Linked DNA regions of Sus scrofa: region 2 is linked to region 1. A link is a contact called in public HiChIP or PLAC-seq data. All regions are on one chromosome and are shown on one strand. The core of a region is the stretch at or near the end of the contact, and the rest is flanking DNA. Distances in the headings are between cores, read along the strand shown. Region 1 holds the start of DYNLRB1 (dynein light chain roadblock-type 1). Region 2 holds the start of EDEM2 (ER degradation-enhancing alpha-mannosidase-like protein 2).

The links. HiChIP or PLAC-seq counts read pairs in DNA pulled down with a chosen protein or histone mark.
Region 2: a contact with region 1 is called in an H3K27ac HiChIP or PLAC-seq map of alveolar macrophages. The contact joins the promoter of EDEM2 here to the promoter of DYNLRB1 in region 1. A contact is called at or near these places in 1 of 5 promoter capture datasets (fetal liver) and 1 of 2 datasets of contacts at active chromatin or transcription factors (alveolar macrophages).

Annotation. Positions count from the first base shown.
Region 1 is chr17:37,920,405-37,927,012 of Sscrofa11.1, forward strand. It overlaps DYNLRB1 (dynein light chain roadblock-type 1), which reads left to right and starts at 3,068. Exons shown (of 4, transcript NM_001190180.1): 1 at 3,068-3,109. The coding sequence starts at 3,107.
Region 2 is chr17:38,510,996-38,517,603 of Sscrofa11.1, forward strand. It overlaps EDEM2 (ER degradation-enhancing alpha-mannosidase-like protein 2), which reads right to left and starts at 4,248. Exons shown (of 11, transcript XM_003359958.5): 1 at 4,042-4,248; 2 at 3,701-3,811; 3 at 1,832-1,871. The coding sequence starts at 4,148.

The DNA of each region.
Region 1 (6,608 bases), core at 1,818-4,317:
CCAGCACAGAAACTGCTGTCATTCCCATTTCATTTATCTATTTCTGTGTGTCTGGAGGGCTCCTTTGTGGTCAGGACATTTAGGAGGATCCACAGGAATCTTCCTGGTTGGCAACAAGGGTCTTCAGTGGAGACCTGTACTGGTCCCTTGTGAACAGTATACTGGTTCACAAGATAATACTGGTTCCTTGTGGACAGGTTCCCACTGAGCAAAGATGCTGTGGGCAAGAGGGCTTCCTCAAAGAAACCACAGGGAAGAACCTTGAGAATTTACAGTCATACCTGCAGATCACTGAAACCAGCCATACTGTTATTTCCATCTGTCTTATTAAGACCTCTATTTGTCTTCTCTGTCCTAGCAACTGGTATCACACCCATATTCACTTAGTCCAGGATAACTGTCAACACTTACTGTGTCCCAAAAACTTAGATATGCTATATGCACTGTCATTTAGTCTTCCTGGCCACTCACAGAGAGGAATGATTATCTCTATTTTAAAGAAAAGAAAATAGGCTAAACGTGGTTGAGTAACTGGAAGTGTCCAGTTATTAAGTGGCAAGAGTGCAAATTGGAATTCAGGATTGTTTGATGCCAAAGACTACATGCTTAAAAAGTTTTGCTGTACTGCTACTTACAGCAACCCTGGGAGTCTTCCATGGGTTAGCTGTTCCATCTAATTGGTCTCCAAATCCTGTCGAATCCATCTCCAGAACTTCTTTTGAATCACTTCTCTCAGAGCTGCCCCATTGCCACAGCCCACATTCTTCATCCCTACCCTGGTTTGCTGTAGCAATCTCTTGTCATTGCTTCCATTCTCTCCAGTCCACCTGTGCTACCTTAGAATGCCCGTTGGAAGACTTCAGTCTCATGGTTCTCCCCTCTTAAAATTTTACAAGTTTCCTCCATTGCCACAGAATAAACTCTAATTAAAGCTCATAAGCCTGTCCACTCAAGGCCCTAACTATTTCCAAATCAGTCATGAACCCATGGATCATTGGCCATTCTCTTTTTTGCTTTTGTGACTGTGATGTTCAATTCATTCACCCCTCTCAGTACAGTTCTCTATATGTAAGATTGTGGTAATGATCCTTCTGTGCTTTTCTTCCAGGATTTTTTTTTTTTGCTTTTTGCTTTTTAGGGCTGCACCTGCAGCATATGGACCTTCCCAGACTAGGGGTCGAATCGGAGCTACAGCTGCTGATCTCCACAGCCACAACTAAACAGGATCTGAGCCGCATCTGCAACCTACACCACAGCTCCCGGCCATGCTGTATCCTTAACCCACTGAACGAGGCCAGGGATTGAACCCACAACCTAATGGGTCCTAGTCAGATTCATTTCCGCTGTGCCTCTTACAGGATATTACAGGATATTTTGAGGTCCAGTTACTACAGCCCTTCTTCCCCTTGCAAAATGTTTGTCGAATGTTTCCAGAGTTCAATAATCACTTCTTTGTGTCTTAATACTTTTTTTAAAACTTTGAAATAATTTGACTTACAGAGCTGTTGCAAATATAGTATGGAGAACTCCTCCTGCACACTCTTCATCCAGCTTTCCCCAATGTTAACATCTCATATAAGTTGACATCTGTAAAATAATGCTAAACTAAAACCTTTTTACAGATTTCACTAGTTTTTCCACCAATGTCCCTTTTCTCAGTCTCTTTCAATCTGTGACAGTTCTCATTCATTCCTTGTCTTTCCAGACTTTGACTTTTTTTTTTTTTTTTTGGGTCTTTTTGTCTTTTTCCCATTTTCTTGGGCCGCTCTCGCGGCATATGGAGGTTCCCAGGCTAGGGGTCCAATTGGAGCTGTAACCACCAGCCTATGCCAGAGCCACAACAACGATGGATCCGAGCCGCGTCTGCAACCTACACCACAGCTCATGGCAACGCTGGATTGTTAACCCACTGAGCAACCTCATGGTTCCTAGTCGGATTCGTTAACCACTGCGCCACGACGGGAACTCCAGTTCTTTTTGTGTGTGTGTGTGTGTGACTTTGACATTTTTTGAAGAGTATTGGTTGGGTACCTTATAGAGTCCCTCAAGTTTGGTTTAATGTTTTCTCATGGTTAAGGCCATGGATTTTTGTGAAAAACACCACAGATGTAAAGTGCCCTTTGCAAGATTATCAGAGGGCACATATTAGTATATCCCATAACCAGTTATGTTAACCTTGATCCTCTGGTTATGATGGTGTCTCCCAAGTTTCTTCACCATAAAGTCACTATTCAATCTTCTTAACATGCAGACGCCCCTGGAAGGAAAACCAAATCCTTACTCAACTGAACGAGGCGACAGTGGAATGAAAGTTTGGAGCTTGAATTCAGCAAGCTCCAGTGCCTCCAAGAAACTTTAAGCTGAGGCTACAGGAGATAGAGTGGGTGTAAGCCCAGTAACATAGCACAAGGTTCACTAAATGGCAGTTGTCTTAGCAAATTATTTCCTGCTAGAGAACCCAGAATTTTTTTGTGTGGAAAACTTAACATAGGGCTCTAGGAAGAAGGGTCCCCCTTTTAAAGGTGAGCAAATGAGGGACTACAGAAATTTGAAGTGGCTTCTCTAAGGCAACACAAGGGCGGCCCTGAGCTAGAGGTTCTAAGACTAAAAGACTCCCAGGCTAGCCCCGACCACTTTACCTCAGTGCCCTCATGGAATCCGGGGGAGTCGCTCACGAGACCCTATGGATTCTTGGCTCCAGTTCGAATTTCGGACTTTTTAGCGCATTTTGGCTCGGAGCCTCGCCTTGCCTCAATTCGGGAGCAAAGTGGATATCAGCAACACCCACTCCTTCAGAGTCTCTCCCCACCCTACACCCAGGACCTCCAGAGCTAGCTCAGGCCTCGGTTAAGTGTTGAAAGCCTCTTCCAACAAAGCCAACTTGCCTCTTTTCGGCATAGCTGGAGCTGGGAATTTTCCATAGCTGGATTGCTACTTTGCTGTTCGCGGACAGCACTGGGCCAATTCCCCAGGATCCGCCTACCCGCCTGCTGGCTCCTGATAGGCTACCGAGCCTGTCCGCTTTGACAGGAGCTGTGCGCAGGCGCAGAGAAGCTCCGGGACTGGGCTGAAGGCCGGCGACGAGGAGCTACAGGATCGGTCCGAGATGGTGAGTATCTGCTGGGAGCTTGTGGCCAGCGGCCGGGAGGTGGCCAACCACGACCTCCCACCACCCTCAGCCCAGAGGTCCATCCTCCCGGGCGGCATCCGCGGGGCTGGGCGCGCCGGACCGAAGCAGTCTGGAGGGCGGAACCGGGGCGGCGCGGGCCTCCTGACTCGGACCGAGGGGGCCGAGGCGGGGCCACCGGATCCAGTGGTCCCTTGACCGGAAGTAGTTGCTGGTGCCACGGGGAAGGATTGACGGAGCTGGGCACACGGGCCCCTGCATCCTAGCAACCTTGGCCTTGTTGAGCTATAACAACAATAGTGATTATATTTTCTAGAAACTTAATTCGTGCCAGACACTGCTATACGCTTTACATACCCTGGCCTGCCTCCTCACCGTAGCTCTGTGAAGTAGGTACGACCATTATCCCTGTATTACACACTCGGGATGTAAAACCCGGTGAAACTAAGTGCCCTGCCCCAGTAAATGACGGAGATGGACTTGAACCCTAGACACTTGACTGCTGCCTTTCTGTGTGATTCTTTCGAGCCGTTGAGAAATGGTGCATGAGTCAGAAACGAGCGGGATCCACCCTTGTGGTTCCTGCCTTGCTGACTGGAACTGTGGGCTCTTTATGCCTTTACAGGTTTGGTTTCTTGTGTTTTTAATCCTCCCAACTTGTAAAAAACAAAACAAAACAAAAAAAACAACAACTTGGAAAGAGCTTTTGAACGTTAAACCATGTGAATGGTTTTAAAAAATCGTATTTAAGAATTTAAAGCCTAAAAGAAAAATTGAAAGGGAATAAGAAACAGTACCATACCTGGAGGTAACGACTTATAATTAGGCAGATTACTTGTTTTGTTTTCGTCAGTTTTTGCTTTATATAGTTTAGCTGTATGTAGAATAGATACAGCTATTTATAGTTTATAGTTAGCTAGTTTATAGACTAGATGAGGTAACTTTATCATTCATATCACTTTTTAAACTGTAAAAGAAATTGACTTTTAGCAGATAATAACTGCACACAGTAAAAACAAAAAAGCATCTGAAAGGATCTAAGTGAAAATAAATCTTCCACCAAACCTTGATACCCAGCTTCAATCTCCTTTAGAAACATTAGTTCCTTTTATATGTATACCAGCATGTATATATGTCCTGTCTTTTTCTTACACTAATAGTAGCTTCCTGCAACTTCTACCATGCTATTGTGTGCTTCTACTCATGAAAGCAAAATATATTTAGATGCACATTTCAACAAATTGAAGCAGTACCAAAGTTTGTAACGTAGAAAGTATATGTAGTTCCCACCTCACTCCTCTCTGGTAATGACAGTTGGGTGTGTTTCTTTCCATATTTATTAAGTGCATAAGCATATTTATATATAACCTGTTACATGATATTGGAACATATTTATACATATTAAGTTTACTCTAGGCTATATGGGTAGATAATCTCATTTTGGAACTTACACTCTTCACTAAAAACTATCAGATATTTTTCCATGTCATTATATACAAACGTACTTCATTCTTTTAAAGGAGTGTATTTATCTTCTACTGCAGTATATACATTGAGATGTATTACAGTATTTCACTCCAGACAATGCTACAGTGCTGTTTTTGTCCTTTTTTTTTTTGCCCCACTCATGCTAGTGTTTGTGTAGCGGTAAACAGAAGTGGTACTAATGACGGGCACATTTTAAACATTTTGTAGAAACTGACAGATAGCTCTTTTGGATGGTGATATAAAAGTCATCCATAGGGAGTTCCCGTCGTGGTCCAGAGTTACGAACCTGACTAGTATTCATGAGGATGTGGATTCAATCCCTGGTCTCGTTCAGTGGGTTAAGGATCCAGCATTGCTGTGAGTGGTGGTGTAGGCTGGCATCTGCAGCTCCGATTCGACCTCTAGCCTGGGAATTTACACATTTAGTGTGCGGCCCTAAAAAGAAAAAAAAAAAATCCATAATCACATCCAGTTTTATTCCACCACACAACTGTTTTCATCTTTGTATGCTATGTTCTCCTCGTCTTTGTTTACATATGCATATTTTTTCAAGATATACATTCTAGTTTTTTGTTTCTGTTTGGTTTAATGTCCAGAGACATATAACTTTGTTGCCACATCATCTTTGTATTGAATTATTTTTAATGATTACATGGTAGTCCATGAAATATTTGAACCATAATTTGCCAACCCATTTCCCTATTTGGGTTGCTCCTAATTCTTTGTTAATAAAGATAGCAGTTTAATGAATGTCTCTGTATGTGTAGAGTTTGTTTTCTTTTAAACAAATTTATTAGATGATTTTCTCAGGAGAAATTCTAAGGAAGAGACTCTCTGAGGCCGGGGGACCAACACTTGCAATAGTGTTGTCCAGTAGCTTTCTCAAAAGGTTGCGTTGGAGTTCCAGTCATGACTCAGTGGAAACAATCTGACTAGTAACTATGAGGATGCAGGTTCAATGCCTTGTCTCGATCAGTGGGTCAAGGATCCAGCATTGCCATAAGCTGTGGTGTAGGTCACAGATGTGGCTTGGATTCTACGTTGGTGTGGCTGTGGCGTAGGCCAGTGGCTAGCAGCTCTGATTTGACCCCTAGGCTAGGAACTCCCATATGCCTCTGGTGCAGCCCTAAAAAGACAGAACAACTACAAAAAAAGGTTGCATTGCCTATGTACCAGTTTTGCTGTAATACTGCCAGTGTTCAAAAGATATCTCAGCATTGCTATAATTTTCATGTTTATATGTACAGGGGGAGTTCCCGTCGTGGCGCAGTGGTTAACGAATCCGACGAGGAACCATGAGGTTGCAGGTTCGGTCCCTGGCCTTGCTCAGTGGTTTAACCATCTGGTGTTGCCGTGAGCCGTGGTGTACGTTGCAGATGCAGCTCGGATCCTGCATTGCTGTGACTGTGGTGTAGGCCGGTGGCTACAGCTCTGATTAGACCCCTAGCCTGGGAATCTCCATATGCCGCAGGAACGGCCCAAGAAATAGCAAAAAGACAAAAAAAAAAAAAAAAAAAAAAATATATATATATATATATATATATATATGTACAGGGAACAATGAACATTTTTCTGTGTGTTTGAATTTCTTTTGGGTGTATTTTCTCCTAGTAGCCTTCTTGCCCTCTTAATTTTAGAGACTTAACTATTTTTCTTAATATTCTGTGTGATATTTTAGAATTACCCCCTTTTTTTTTTGGCTGCACCCACAGCATATTAAAGTTCACAGGCCGAGGACCAAACCCATGCCACAGAGGTAAACCAGAGCCACAGCAGTGACAATGCCAGATTCTTAACCTGCTGAGCCACCAGGGAACTCCTGGAATTACTTTTCTGCCTGTTTTATTTATTTATATATATATATCTATTATATATATTAATATATAAATATATATTATATATATTAATATATAATATATATATATAATATATATAATATATATATTATATATATATATATTATATATATAATGGCCTTACCCATACAGCATGT
Region 2 (6,608 bases), core at 2,998-5,497, 590 kb after region 1:
CTCTAAGGAGTCTGATTCCTCCAGCTGAAATTAAGCTCTTCTTCCTTTCAAATACTCCAGTAAGTGTATCCACACAACTCTTAGAGCATCTATTTCTTTCCACATTCTGAGAATGTTTGCATAGGCAGGAGCCTCACTCATGTTTGCATCCCCCAGTGTGCTAAGCATAGTCCATGAAGCAATTACTAAAAAAAAAAAAAAAAAAAGTTTGTTGAATGATTACAAGAATCTTTCTCCACGTTGTAGCCAGGATTCTTCTCAAGACAGAAATCTTATCATTTCTTGGCCTGTACTTGAGAAATTTCCATGGCTTTCCATGGGCTGGCATCATCTGATCCTCGTGCCTCCCTCCATCTCCACTCTGCTCCCTCCTCTTCCTTCTCCATATCCCAGCCACACTGGCCTTCTATTATTTCACTGCACTTGCCATGCTCTCTCCTGCCACAAGGACTTCGCACAGGCTGTTCCCTCTGCCTGGATACTCTTTCCTCCCCTGCTTCTCTAGTCAACACTTGCTTCTTCTTCAGATCCCAACTTAAGTGTCATTTCATTCCTTTAGGGAAAATCCTTCCTGACTTTCTCAGTCTAGGTCATTTCCTTTATCATAACCATTCACAGAGCCATGTTCCTTTCCCACACAGCACTCACCTCAATTTGTAATACTACATTCTTTAGGGTTATCTTTGATTCCTTGTCTCCCTCACTGAAATCATAAACTCCAAGAAAGCAGGGACCCTGTCTGTTTAAACTCACCATTATTACTCCAAAGCTTAACCCTGTGCTTGGGACACAGCTGGCTCTCAATAAATAAATAAATGTTTGATGAATAGATAGTACATACAAATTAACATTAAGCAAAAAAACTTGGGAGTGCCTGTTGTTGCACAGCAGAAATGAATCTGACTAGTTTCCATGAGGATGTGGGTTTGATCCATGGCCTCACTGAGTGGGTCACGGATCCAGTGTTGCTGTGAGCTGTGGTGTAGGTCGCAGACACAGCCTAGATCCTGTGTTGCTGTGGCTGTGGCCATGACTGGCAGCTGTATCTCTAATTTGACCCCTAGCCTGGGAACCTCCATATGCCACAAGTATGACCTTAAAAAGCAAAAAAAAAAAAAAAAAAAGCAAACAAAACACCTAAATTATATCTGCAGAGTGATCACCATCATGTAAATACTATCATGTAAATATTAGAAAAATGAGACTGGGTAACAGAGAACAGAAATAGTGAAATGGAGGAAAGGTGTGAAAACCTCTCTTGTGGCCTTTTTAAGGATGATGGTTAAGGCTTGGAGTCATACAAATTGCGTGCAAGTCCTAACCCTGCATTTAATGGCTGGGTGCCCTGGCCAAGTCATTTCACCCTTTCTAAGCATCAGATTTCTCAGGTGCAAAAGGAGCAAAGGTACTTACCTCATGGGGTTGTTGGAAGCATTAAAAAATACATGTAAAGTGCTTAGCATGAGCCCTACACATAACACAATGTTACTCTCAGCATTTTAATCACTGATTATGGCCATTAGCATGGAGGCCTCTAAAAACAAGGAGGGTATCAAAGCTTCTGTTATTACCCACACGTATTTAGGCTCGTCACAGCTCTGTAGTCATAACAGGTCCTCTAGAAATATTTGCTCAAAAAATGAATCTGAATAAGTTGGAATTCATCATTTTCCTCTAGATGGGCATCTGGAACCCAATGATTCAGAATCATAAGACAAAAATAAAAGGCTTAGGTGAAGAATTCATTTTTTACCCATAGTCAAGCTGCCAAAAGAGGAAGGATGTTGGTTATGCAAGATTAGAGAAGAAAAGAAATAGACGAGACACTTACCAACAAGGTGTCCAGAGCATCGATTAGAGTCAGAGAAAAACTGTAAAAGGACAAAAATCCCAGCTGCTTAATAAGAAAATCAAACACCAGATATGAAGGCTGCCCCCGGAACAGATATGTCAAAAACTAAAATTGAGGCACAGTGATGCCTCTGCCAGCCCCACCTGCAGTCACAACAGAGAAGCCATAGGGAAAATCACCTGGAACCTCTGACCCATTTAAGGCACCTGGGAGGTGGGGTGATGTAGCTCCACCATAGTTACACACATGGCCTGTGTTCTCTGGCATTCTTCTCTGCCATAAGGAGGCAGTATAAGATTGTAGCTCAGAACACAGGCTTTTCCACATCTAGAAATTTACCTCACAGGACATAGAACTGCAGGTTTCAGAATGCTCCTGGCAGTACTGCTTTTAGAACAGAAAAAAACCATAGAAATAACTCACGGGTACACCAGTTGAAAAGTGTAATACATTCAAACAATGCAAAAGGATGAGGTTGTCAAAAAGGTTGTTATCAAGAGTTCTATGGGCTAATGTGAAGATATTCAAATTAGATAGTTAAATGAAAAACACAAGGTACAGAAAAGGTACTGTTGTATGTTTCTAATTGTGTTTTCCAACAGAGACATACAGACAGAAAGCAGATTTTGCAAGTTTAGGGGCCAGCAGTGGTGGAAGAATTAACTATAAAGGGTTGCAAGAGAACTTTATTTAGAGTGACAGAAATGTTTTCTCTCTTGACTGTGATAGTGGTTATTAGACACTTAAAATAGGTGCATTTTATGTAAGTTATGCTTTTAAAAAGTTAATTTAGAAACACACACATATACATACCTATATGACGGTATAAACCCAAAATATTTCTGGAAGGATACACAAGAAAGTTAACAGTGGGTAGAGTTCTAGAGTATGGGAGATATTTTATTTTATTAAATGATATTGCACTGCTTGAATTTGCCATTTGCTTGTATTGCTTTTTTCAACTATTAAAAAAAAGAAAACTAGCACAAATTGTGCTGAGTTTGCTTAACTTCTCCAGTCCTTAGCATATCCACTTGTAAAATAGAGGTAAAGGCACTTGACTCCTAGGGGCGTTAATTACATGAGATGACACAAGCAAAATGCTTAGCACAGTGTTTAATCCATGTCAGCTTCAGGCAAATGCAATGATTCTTCACTCGTTCAGCAAGGAACGAGATGGAGAATTCCACCTTTCATAGATTTTTATTCTAGTGGAAGTAAGAAAGACACACTAGTAGATAAGTGAAAACGACAGTATCAGAGTGAGTAGTGCTACAAAGAAAATAAAAAGGGTGGTTTGTGAGTGTGACCTGTAGGAGGTGGGTAGTTAGGGGAACTGTGGCTGAGAGGACATTTTGAGCTGAGATCTCAAGAAGCAGTCAGGGATGTGAGGGTAAAGGGGGAAGCGTGTTTCAGTTACACTAAACACTACCAAAGCTCAGATGTTTCATGTTTGCCAAGAGTTACATCCCCTAATGGGCCTGTTTGCCCACTTGTAACATGAAGGGGTTGGGTCTTCTGATTTCTTGAAGCCCTTCCACATATCCTACAGCTCCAGAGATTTGCCCAAATCCCAACAGCTGATGCCTGTTACACTTGTGGCCCGAGCCCAGAGGCCCAGCCCACCAGGCTAACCCAGCCTTTTTCCACTATGAGATCCAGCTTTCCCGGAGGTTGGGTGGATCCTGGTGGTGCTGACCCGAATTGAGGGGAAAGCGACCCCACCCTGGCTAGCAAGTTTTCAGGAACCAGTGAGGAAACCATGAAGGCACCAGTCCCAGCAGCCCCGCCCGCCTAGGACAGGACTGCCAGACCCCGGCCGCCCTGTTGCTCCTCCGCTCGCACTACCTGCCCCAGGTGTCGTGCCCGTCACAGGTGAGAGGTCGCAGCTCGTCGTAGGGAAAGGCATTCTCCAGGTAGCTGTCGTAGGCGTGGTAGAACATGGCCTTGACTCGCTCCCTGATGCGGGGTACAAGAAATAAGGAGGGGGCCACCAAAGGAAACCAGTCAGGGGAAAGGACAAGAAATAGGGTGGAAAGTGGGAATCACCACCTGATTTCTGCCGGAGCCCAGAGGTGGGGTCCCAGCAGGTCAGGGTGGGTATCCTGGGACAGAGGGCAAGGGAGGGGACCAGGTCTGCGCTTCCCATTCCCCAACTATGGAAGGGCGGGGAGCCTGACCCCCTTCACCTGTAGTGCGCGGGGTCGGGCGCGGTGCCATCGGGGCCCGGCGCACCATGGTGCAAGGGCAGCAGCGCGCACAGGAGGCCAAGCGGGACGAGCAGCCGGAAAGGCATAGAGCTCGTGTCCTGTCAGCGCGGCCACAGCAGCAGCAGCCACCGCCACCCGTTCATCCTGGGAGCCTTTGCTGAGTCTTCCGGGAGTTCGCGCCACTGCGCCTGCGTGCTGATACATCAACCACTCAGTTGTGGACTACAAGCCCCAGAATGCAATAAGCGGCGGAACCCAAGCAAAGAGCATCTTGGGATATACAGTCTCTCTAGTCGAGATGAACGTGTCCTAAAGACAGTGGCTCTTACAGTTACTCTTACTAATGCTTTAGCAACAGCGTTTTAAAAAAGCTTCTTAAAGTTGGTCAGCATTTTAGACCACAGCAACACACATGATTTTAGGCAGTATGATATTTAGTAGACTTAACCCTGGATTTGAAGGGAGACTTCATTCTTTTCTTTTTGATGAAAAAGACAGATGGAAGTGGCAGCTTAATTCCTTGAGCTGGAATGAAGACTTGTTTGGTCCCCTTTGGACCAGCATCCTTGAAAACAACCTTCAAATTAATACCTTGAAATGCTGTCAGTAGATATAAGAATTAAAACTCTAACATAACCCAGAGAGCTTAAGGTAGCACAGAGTAGAGGTTAAGCATGGGCCTTGGAGTTATCTGGTGGTGCAATGGATTACCGATCAGGTGTTATTGCTGCTGTGATGTAGTTCTGGTCCTGGCCCAGGAACTTCCACATGCTGCAGGCATGAGCCAAAAAAAGGAAAAAAAAAGTGTGGGCCTTAGATTGAGAAGACCTGAGTTAGAATACTAGCTCCATCCTTGTTAGGAGTGTGGTCTGACTAGCTTGTCTTCTGGGTATTTTACTCATTTGTAAAATAGGAATAATATTAGTATTTGCCTAATAGGATTACGAGGATTCAGTGAGCATGTCACACTGCGTGATAGAACAGAAACACAAAAAATTTTACGATGCTTTTGGCAACTCCTCTGGGAAGTGCCAGATGGAAGGGAAAGGAGATGACAGTATACTGAGACTCAGGTAACAACACAGGGGCATAGTATTAAATTCCTGTGACTGCTGTAACAAAGTATAATTACCACAAACTTGGTGGCTTAAAGCAACAGAAATGTACCCTAACACAGTTCTAGAGGCTAGAGGCCTGAAATTAGTTTCACTGAGCCAAAATCAAGATATTATCAGGGTGCCCTCCCCCTGGAGCCTCTGAGGAAGAATCTGCTCCTTGCTGCTCCAGCTTCTCCTGGGGAAAAGACAGTTGCTGGCATTCCTTGGCCTGTGGCCCTATCACTCCAATCTTTGCCTCAGTGTTCTTATCACCTCCTTTTCTGTGGGTGTGTGTCATACCTCTCCCTCTGCTCTCCCAGAAGGACATTATGACTGCAGTTGGGGCCACCTAGATAATACAGTATGATCTCCCATCTCAGGATCCTTAACTTGAGAGTTCCCACTGTGGCTCAGCAGGTTAAGAACCCAGTATAGTGTCTGTGAAGATGTGGGTTCAATCTCTGGAATCACTCAGTGGGTTAAGGATCCAGCATTGCTGCAAGCTCTTGTGGCTGTGGCGTAGGCCAGCAGCTACAGTTCTGCTTTGACCCCTAGGCTGGGAACTTTCATATTCTACAGGTACAGCTGTAAAAGTAAAATAAAATAATTAAAATAAATAAATACCCTTAACTTAATCACATCAGCAAAGACCCTCTTTCCAAACAGAGTATACTTATAGATTTCAAAGACTAGGATCTAATTATGTTTAGGGGACCCTTTTTTTTTTTTTTCTCTTTTTGGCCATGCCTGCAGCACGCAGAAGTTCCCCGGCCAGGGATCAAGTCTGTGCCATAGCAGTGACCCAAGCCACTGCAGTGACAGTGCCAAATACTTAACCTGCTGCCCCACAAGAGAACTCCTAGGGGACCATTTTTTAGCCTATCACAGGTACTAGGATTTTTTCAGATATGGACCATTCCAAGTTATGAAACTCGCCCAGCCCTAATTGTCCTTCTCCATAGAAGTCCTGTAGCTTATCTTTTTATCTCCATTCAAAACTCTAGTGTGGAGTAAGTGGTTACATGGAGGGTGGGGGACAGGTTGCCTGGGTTTGGTAATGATAGGTCTCTTTTTATGAGAAAAATTGACAAACTCATAATTTGTTTTCTTTTTCTAGCCTGATGAAAACATGCATTTCCACATTGTCATAATGCAAATACAATCGTGACCTATTTTCACAATTTTTATGGTTGATTTTATTGTTTCTCATGAAAAAAAAACTTAAAAAAAAAAACCTTCTGGAAAGCATTAGTTCTCTCTCTTCTTGGCTTTACTTCTCACTCTTTGATGATCATATTAGATTTTAGAAGGTTATAGTCCACCAGAGAAGTGTCAATCTTGAATGTTTACTTGTGAAGACACTCAGAGTAAGTTGCCTAACCTCTCTGAAACTTAATTTCCTGATTCAAAATCTGGAAATGGAAAATGCCATAAAGGATTTCTGGGGAT